3 separate regions of the Mus musculus genome follow, and regions 2 and 3 are each linked to region 1. A link is a contact called in public HiChIP or PLAC-seq data. All regions are on one chromosome and are shown on one strand. Each heading gives the region's core, a stretch centred on a gene start, on an enhancer-like site or on the middle of the called end of the contact. The rest is flanking DNA. Distances are from core to core; before and after follow the strand shown.

The links. HiChIP or PLAC-seq counts read pairs in DNA pulled down with a chosen protein or histone mark.
Region 2: a contact with region 1 is called in an H3K27ac HiChIP or PLAC-seq map of regulatory T cells, with 4 times the contacts expected there. The contact joins two enhancer-like sites. A contact is called at or near these places in 2 of 15 datasets of contacts at CTCF or cohesin (the NIH/3T3 cell line and large pre-B cells), 6 of 484 Hi-C or Micro-C datasets (Sertoli cells, cardiomyocytes, embryonic stem cells and 3 more), 13 of 115 datasets of contacts at active chromatin or transcription factors (the 230-238 cell line, the NIH/3T3 cell line, T-cell acute lymphoblastic leukemia and 9 more) and 2 of 9 other capture datasets (adipose tissue and liver).
Region 3: a contact with region 1 is called in a BATF HiChIP or PLAC-seq map of CD8 T cells, with 6 read pairs. The contact joins two enhancer-like sites. A contact is called at or near these places in 2 of 15 datasets of contacts at CTCF or cohesin (the NIH/3T3 cell line and large pre-B cells), 4 of 484 Hi-C or Micro-C datasets (CD4 T cells, adipose-derived mesenchymal stem cells, epidermal suprabasal cells and 1 more), 2 of 115 datasets of contacts at active chromatin or transcription factors (CD8 T cells and cardiomyocytes) and 2 of 9 other capture datasets (adipose tissue and pancreatic islet).

The regions. Positions count from the first base shown.
Region 1 is chr7:75,685,310-75,688,175 of GRCm38.p6, forward strand. Akap13 (A kinase (PRKA) anchor protein 13) reads left to right here. Exons shown (of 37, transcript NM_029332.1): 14 at 1,904-2,012. Among named protein-coding and RNA genes, the nearest start is that of AU020206, 95 kb to the right of the region's middle. Within about 2 kb of position 1,457, at least 115 of the 459 cell types and tissues checked have an H3K27ac peak or open chromatin away from gene starts, as enhancers often do. A contact at or near this core is called in the 230-238 cell line, CD8 T cells, Th17 cells and 6 more, where this site is marked.
Region 2 is chr7:75,369,671-75,372,536 of GRCm38.p6, forward strand. No RefSeq gene overlaps it. Among named protein-coding and RNA genes, the nearest start is that of Sv2b, 62 kb to the left of the region's middle. Within about 2 kb of position 1,436, at least 148 of the 459 cell types and tissues checked have an H3K27ac peak or open chromatin away from gene starts, as enhancers often do. A contact at or near this core is called in the 230-238 cell line, Th17 cells, adipose tissue and 5 more, where this site is marked.
Region 3 is chr7:75,396,242-75,399,107 of GRCm38.p6, forward strand. No RefSeq gene overlaps it. Among named protein-coding and RNA genes, the nearest start is that of Gm46017, 40 kb to the right of the region's middle. Within about 2 kb of position 1,505, at least 90 of the 459 cell types and tissues checked have an H3K27ac peak or open chromatin away from gene starts, as enhancers often do. A contact at or near this core is called in CD8 T cells and adipose tissue, where this site is marked.

The DNA of each region.
Region 1 (2,866 bases), core at 207-2,706:
GTAAGGCTAAAATAAGTATGGAATGCTGATGGGTGTGGTAGTGGAATATTACCCCCAAATATGACCTCATTTTTGTGCTTTTTATTAGTACTAGTAAATACTAGTACTTACCTATTAAATAGTATCTTCAGTTCTAGCAATAACACGCTTTTAGAACTAAACATGAATATTTAAAAATACATCAGTTGGTCTGGAGAGATGGCTCAGTGGTTAAGAACACTTACTGCTCTTGCAGAGGACTGACATTTGGTGCCTAGCACCCACATAAAGTGGCTTACAGTCATCCATGACTCCAGTTCCAAGGACCTAGTATCTTCTTCTGACCTCCAGGGGCACCAGACATGAATGTAGCATGGATACATGCATTCAGATAAAACACTCTATACAAAAATAATAATAAATATAAAATATTATTTTTTAAAAAGAATACATTAATCTATACAGATTTAAATATTCCATCACAGCAAATGTTTTAGGATTAGGAATGTATTCAGTTCATTGTAAATTGAGTTTTAAAGTATATTGCATGTCATTATTAAATTTAGCAATTTGAAAATCCATGCCCCATGGTTATTCCCTAGAGAAAATATGGTCTTTGTGTCAATCATACTGCTCAAGAAAGTCTGTTGATCCCTCCCTTACCTGTGAGAGCTTCATGCCCCTGAGAAGTTTGGCAGATGACCTTTCTTTTAGTAAATGGTACTAATTATCATTGCTATCTTTCTGACTTAATCTTTCTAGATGAAGTCAACACATCTAGATAAATATCCGCATTTTTGTACCATGGTGTGCTGTGCTGTGCTGTGCTGTGCTGTGCTGTGCTGTGCTGTGCTGTGCTGTGCTGTGCTGTGCTGTGCTATGCTATGCTATGCTATGCAATGCATAGTCCTCATAGAGCTTCCATCTTACCTTTAGTTCCTCTTGTGCACAGCCTCAGAGTGGGTGTTGTGCTGCATGTATCTTTCTGATCTAGACAAGTTGCCTGCAGTCAACTTCCTCTTAAAAGTCTGCTGTTCTCGGAGGTCATTTTTCAGACCTCACAGTTGTATTTGAAACATAGCAACTGTTTGCCTCAGATTCCATGGTTACACATGGAACAAGCTCTAAATAATCAGAAATCTCTGGCCCAAATGAGTGAGTGCATGCTAGGAGGAGACGTTCAGTATCTCAATTTGTGTGAATCAGAAAAAGGCAGATTTCATCTTGTGAGAGTATTCGAATGAGCTGTCTCAAAATGAAAGACACATGAGACCCTTATCACCAGAAGTAAAAAATGGTTGCTTCCGGGATGTTAAAAGGAGCCTCTGCTTTTGCTTGGGCTACATGGCTTTTAAAATGCTATGGATTTAAATTGCCAGTAACTACTGAGGAAGTTAAGTTACTAAATTGCAGTCACCCTGTGTTCATGTACAGTCAATCTAAGAGGAAGTGAAAGAGATTTCGCCTCTTCCCAGATGCAACGCTGCTTTGCTACTGCTCTTGAACTGCTTTCTGCTCACATCTCAGTTTCCAAGTCCTTATAATCAGAATAACAACATGTCCTATTGTCAATCTCTGAAGACAGTTTGATTTTTCAAAGCAGCAGTGCTCTATGTAATTTGGTACCTCTGATGAAGTTACTTACCAGGTTGTGTGACCAGCAAATACCTAGTGAGTTCTTACTCAATTTGAAACCTTATTAAATGCTCTGAGGGATGGAAACCCACTGTAAATGGTGAATACTCACCAGTTCCAGGAGGAACAAGGAGGCTTAGAAAGCTAAGCAGCTAAGTACCAGTTAAGTGGCAGAGGCAGACTGGATTCCACTTCTTCCTTCACTAAGTTGGGTCAATGCAAATTCTGCACGTCTATATATATGAATATGTACTTAGAACTCATCCTCCATTTTTTTTTAATTTTGTAGACATGTTACAGGTCTAAACAACAGGGATTTAACTACTGTACATCAGCCATTTCTTCTCCATTGACAAAATCCATCTCATTAATGACAATCAGTCATCCTGGATTGGACAGTGAGTATATTACTTTTTTAAAAAAATTAAGTATACCTTAACTACTTTTCTTATCAATTTTCTTATTTTGGGATCTTATTAACTTCTAAAATGTGTCTGCTTCTTCTTTGGACTGTCTTTATACTTAACCATAACTGCTAAGATATCAGTTTTTAACCCTTCCTCTTGGTATATAAAAGCCTCTTTGATGCGTACATTATATTCATTATATTGTGGAGTTTAAATATGACACTATTTTTAAAAGGATTTTTTAAATAATTTCAGACTTGAAAATGGGTAAAATGACTCTCACTGAAGAAATACCTAGCAAGAAAAGTACATGGAAAAAATATCAAGAACTTGTGCATTCTTCCCTCAAATTACCAAATGTTACAATATTTCATATTTTTCCAGAATACTCCCTTTCTTTATCACTCTCCTTCAGAGCGTAGGTTTCTGTACCCCTAAGTAATTTAATATGTCTCTTAAAAACAAAGATACCTTTCTTATTACCTGAATCAGGGGATTAATCCTGATCAAATTAATCTAATATAGACACAGTTCAGTTTTTCTCACCTTTTCCTGGGTCCAGGATCCTGTCTAAGAACAGATGTTAAAATGAGTATTTATGTCACAGTAGGCTCCTTAAATCTAGAAATATTTTTCAAGTGATCTTGCTTCTGCTGAACTTCACAGAAGACAAATTAATTCTAGCAGTCAGAAATTTCAAGCTCAAGAGACAGAGCTGAAGAACATTTTTACTTAAGTACAGGAGGATTAAATCTGAAAATGACTACTAAAACTTCATGCAAATGCAGGTCAGTTGGCTGTCGAGGGTATATTGACACGTGGGATTTATAAACACAAGGCCTGTG
Region 2 (2,866 bases), core at 186-2,685, 320 kb before region 1:
TTTTTGGAAAGACATTAAACTAATAAGGGAGATTTGTGGCTTGATCAGAATGTTTTTCTTAACAGTACCAAGTGTGAGTATTTGCATGACTTGAAGTTAAGTGAGAAAAGGTTAGTGTGCTGGCTTCCTTGCCTTTACTAAGTATGTTAACAAAAATGGCAGTGGCTGCAGATGAGCACCATTCTGTTTGCAACGGGCAGTAGTTAATGCTGAGACTCCTAACCAATCAAGTGACTTTTGAGCACTCACCCCTAAATGGAACATCTATATCACCCTTCCAAAGCTCATGAAACATTAAGGAAGACGGAGCAGAGATAATGTAAGAGCTACAGCCTGAAGGTGGGAGCGGGGTGCTATGAAATCCATGCTGTCTTCTGCACATAATTGCGGTACCTATGAAGTCCTGGCAACTGTGGCTATCTGCACAAGACAGGGCCCACTAACATTCCCTGTGGGTGGTGGGCGAGCTCATGAGGCCCCACCTCTCCCTGAGGAGCGATGGGCAGTAATGATTGCAGGGGTAGAAGTCACATTCCTCAGTGGTGTGGACAGTGGCAAGTTGTCCTTGCTCAAGCTAATAACTCCCCCAACCTTTCTCATTAAAGCAACCAAACTTAAACGCAGTAAGGAACAACCATGTTAAAACTTAAAAAGACATGGAAGTAGGAAGGGCACTTGCTGGGAAGAAGGGTGTTAACAAGAGGGTCAGGGAGAGAAGATAGGAAAACTGGGGAGGAGTTGGGAACATGGCTCGGGGAACACTGGCCTCAGAGACAGTGCTGGTGGTGCACACCCATGCAGGCAAAACACTCATACGTATGAAATAAAAATAGTAAGTGACTTTTTAAATGTCTCTCATTGTCCTGGCATTGACCTTGAAAGGCGTGTGGGAAATTGTGCTGCTAGGTCCACCCTACGCACCCCTACTCCCTGCCATCTGAGGGCTGAGGATCTTGGACCACAGCCTTCCTTCGTGCACTGAACAGCAGCTTGACTCACCTCTCTGGGACTCTTCCTTGCTTTTATTTTCTGCAATGCTTTGTGAGAAAAGTGTGTACCCCAGTGTCAAGGAAGCTTCTGGTGGGGCTCCGCTGCCAGCTCGTGGCTCCACTTCCTCAATCTCTGCGCTTCTGTTTCTCTTTTTTTTTTTTTAAACTCAAACCTGTGTGCTTCTGTGTCATTTATAAAATACTGTTTAAAATGTTTCAAGTGTAGCAACAGCTGCTACTATAAGGCTGTTACATTTAAAAAATACTAGGAACTATGTTAATCTTTGAAAACCCCAGAAGATCTGCTGGGAAAGGAAGGCAGGATGGTGTAAAGCCTGCCTCTCCAGCCTTTTCAGCGTATTGCTGTTGGATATATCACTGTCAGGGGCTTGCGACAAGCTCTTCCCTGGTTCTCCATGCTGTAGAGTGCCTGCCCCAGCAGATGGCAGAAGAGAACTGAGATGATGGAGAAGAAACCTGCCCAGGCGATTCACTCAGTCTGTGCTCTGAACACAGAACATCCTCATTCTAGTATATAATCTGAAACAGCCCTGCATAGTGATGTCATAGATTTACTAAATCGTATAAACACAGATGGGTCTGGAAGGTCTGTCAGTGACCGCTACAGTGAAATCAGTCTCTCCAGGGTTCCGGACACAGAAATGCCTACCCCAGTGTCCTCTGCCCGTAACCCCAGCTACTGTTCCCTCCTACCCTACCCTCCTTGTTAGGGTGACTAACTCGGTTTAATTTTCATGTCTCAAAGTAGATACCCAAAGGAAAACTACCTCTGATGGGACATGAAAGATTGAATTGGTATTTGCTTTCTTTTTTATTATATTTACCTCTCTCTCTCTTTCTCTCTCTCTCTCTCTCTCTCTCTCTCTCTCTGTGTGTGTGTGTGTGTGTGTGTGTGTGTGTGTGTGTGTGTTTCAAAGAAGCTAGAGTTACCTGCACAAAACCAAGCCAGTCACTAAGTACATGAATCCAAGAATGGGGTGGGCTCAGGCCCAGCACTAGCTGAGGAGATTTTGACAACTAAGGTAAGGGTTGTTACAGAAAGAGAAGTCATTTTTCCTCTGGCCCTTGCTGGGTTGCCCATATGCATACTGGTAAGACTAACTGGACTCAGTAGATTATTTAAAAGAAGGAGGAGGGGGAGGAGGAGGAGGAAGGGAAGGAGGAAGAAGAGTAGAGGGACATAAAGGGGAAGGACACGTGTGGGGGACTCTGGAGAAAGGAGTGGGGAGCAGGGCTATTATCAGACACATTGTCTAAATTATGAAATTGTCAAAGAACAAATAAAAATATATTTTTAATGAAACCACAGTCCCCGGATCTTGGCCCCTTGCTATCTATATCTGTGTGGAAGACATTTGGTCGGTTAAATCACCATCCGACTTGAAGGACTGGGCCAGGACGGGGGCACAGTTAGGAAGGAAGAGGAGGAGATGCAGCTGCTGTGAGAGTCACAGCCCTGTCTGCTGATTAGAGGATGTGGCTTTCTCACATGGACTCGCACAGCAGACAGGCTGCATGTGGTTTCCCAGGCCCACATGCTCTCTCTGCCCTTAAACAGGCTACCTCCTGGGGGCCCTCAGAGTCATCTACACCACGAACTGACAACATATGGGGCTTCTGTGAGGATTCCATGAGATCACAGATGGAAAGGGACCAGGCATGCAGTGACTCTGACTCCCATGCAACTGGGTGACAGGTGCAGGAAGATGTCATCGTTTTAGAATAACCATTAATCCAATTATTTTCTTTCCAATAATATGTAAAATATATAGTCATTGAGAAAATATATAGTCTGGAGAAACAGAGAAAATAAATGAAACTAAGATCATGTCATTCTGCTACCAGAAAGTAATAAA
Region 3 (2,866 bases), core at 255-2,754, 290 kb before region 1:
GTAGCCAACACTAATATTAGAGGAAGCATAAGTTACAAACCTGCATATATCTTTGCCTCATTTATTTGTGAATTTCATTTGCTCCAGCGCTCGGGAGGCAGAGGCAGGCAGATTTCTGAGTTCGAGGCCAGCCTGGTCTACAAAGTGAGTTCCAGGACAGCCAGGGCTACACAGAGAAACCCTGTCTCGAAAAACAAAAAAAAAAAAAGAAAGAAAGAAAGAAAGAAAGAAAGAAAGAAAGAAAGAAAGAAAGAAAGAAAGAAAGAAAGAAAGAAAGAAAGAGAGAGAGAAATATCAATCTAAAGAGACCCGGGAAGATGGCCTAGTGGTTAAGAGCACCCGCTGCCCTTCCAGAAGACCTGGGTTTGGTTCCAAGCAGCCACATGGTAGATCACAAACCCAGTTTCAGGGGATCCAGCTTTCTCCTCTAACCTCCCTTGGCATGAGGTGTACACACACGCACACACACACACACACACACACACACACACACACATGTGTGCGCACGTGCACAAGCAGAACATCCATACAAGTCATGTATGGATGTTTAAAAAACAAGTCATTTTTTAAAAAGCCAACTAAGGAAGCAGAACATCTGATGGAATTTAGAAAGACGAGTAGGTAAAATTGAAAAGGGTAGACATACAATAGAACTGAGCAGCTCTTCTCTACCTTATCCAATACCACCGGTTCATAGACTGGGGCAATTACACACACACACACACACACACACACACACACACCACACACCACACACCACACACCACACACCACACACCACACACCACACACCACACACACATACACACACACGCACGCACGCACGCACGCTGACATCTGCGCCATGTTTGTATTTTTGGTAGTCACAACTTAGAGGTGTTACCAACATTTTGTAGATAGAGTCCATGGACGATGCTAAGCATTCCGTAAAGCGTAGGATACCCAGCCTTCTCTACAGGAAATACTATGCAGCCCCCAATGTCAATGGTGCTTCGATAAAGAAGTCCTGTTTGAGTTAATAAACACAGGTAAAGGAGTTAGGGGTTTATACTTCCTGCAGATGCACATGTGCGCCACCTCTCTTGTCACGTTGGGAAAAGAAAGCCAAGACCTAGAGATAACCAAAGTCTGGCTTGGCTGTTTCCCGGTGCCCACACACAGACTTCGGAGGTCACATCTGGCTACTGTACCCTTGTTTCCTTCAGCTCAGGACACCTGAAGAAGCATCTGCTACCCACAAATCCTGTCTCCGCTAGGCTTTTGGCTGGCTTTCTCGGTTTGTCTCCAACCCAGGAAAGACAAAAGACATTTACAAGAAACGGAAAAGTGCATTGGAAAGAGCTGGCCAACATCAACCAGCAAAACTCCTGCCCCTGCCCTCAGCAGCGGCCCCACCTTCAGCAGGACCCGCCCACAGCAGCCAGACTGGTTTTCACTGCTGGCAGTCCCTGTTCTCAGAACCTTTTTGTCCTTGGTTTTAAATGACCTCATCCTCGACGTGCAGAATCTAGAACAGCACAGCTGTCACTAGCTGGCATCTCCTTAGAATTGTAGCGTCTCAGCCCCACCCCTTGACTCAAATCTCTTCATTTTACCAAGATCTTCGAGTGATTCAGAGGCAAAGCTCACTGATAGGGTTTATGAGTCAAGATAAAACTTCAAAGTGGGCAGCTGAAGACAGAAGCAAAGTTAATCATGTAACATGATATACAGTTTCTCTAAGAGATGTAGGCTGTGGATGGTAGCCTGCACTGTAGAAATGTAAAGGAATGTGTAGAAAAGGGGGGTGTAAATGTCATGTAAAAAGACACTTTTAAATGTTCCAAAGGGGTTCACTGTACCCAGCAGCTGAACAGCAACATAAGAGATGAGGTCTGTCTCTATAGCCCAGGATGACCTTGAACTTACAGCAATCCCCCAGCCTCAGCCTCTAAAAGGAACCATCACCTTAGCTTATTTTTTAAAATAGAAAACAAAAATGTTATCTCCCATTAAATGAGAAAAACTGATCTAATCAATATCCCCAATACAGCAATTCAAATATCAACTATCAATATCCCCAATATCAATTTTTATAAGAAAACAAAAAGTATATGTCTCACAATGTAGTCTGGGCTGCCCTAAAACTAGCTATACTAGGCTGGCCTCAAACTCATAAAGAGCTGCCTACCTCTGCTTCCTGAGTGCTGTGATTAGAGGCATGTACTACCAAGCCTGCCTAATACACACACACACACACACAGAGAGAGAGAGAGAGAGAGAGAGAGAGAGAGAGAGAGAGAGAGAGAGAGAGAGAGAGAGAGATTATTTTTAAAATAACTTAGGAAACAAGTTAAGGTAGATGACGCAGTTCCAACTTCAGGTTCACTTTCAGCGCATCCAAATTGGCTTGGTTTGATTCATCCAACAAACATCAGTGCCCTGGTTTATGCAGAGTTACAAACTGCAAGGAATGTAGCCACCCACACAGCAGCCAGTGTAGAATAGAAGCTTTGGGCTTTAGGATTGCAGCTAAGAAGGAAGGGAGAAAGGAAAGGAAAGGAAAGGAAAGGAAAGGAAAGGAAAAAGAAAGAAAGAAAGAAAGAAAGAAAGAAAGAAAGAAAGAAAGAAAGAAAGAAAGAAGAAGAAGGAGGAAGGGAGGGAGGGAGAGAGAGAAAGAAGAAGGAGGAGGAGGGGAGGGAGGGAGGGAGGGAGAAAGGAAGGAAGGAAGGAAGGAAGGAAGGAAGGAAGGAAAGAAGGAGGAAGACAAGCAGATAGAAAGATAAGATTCCGGGTCAGGTCTTGATTCTGGACTCACAGTCCAGAACACAGGCTCAGCTTGACTTGAGTACTTACTGACCTAGCCATGGCTCATGGTGAAACATTT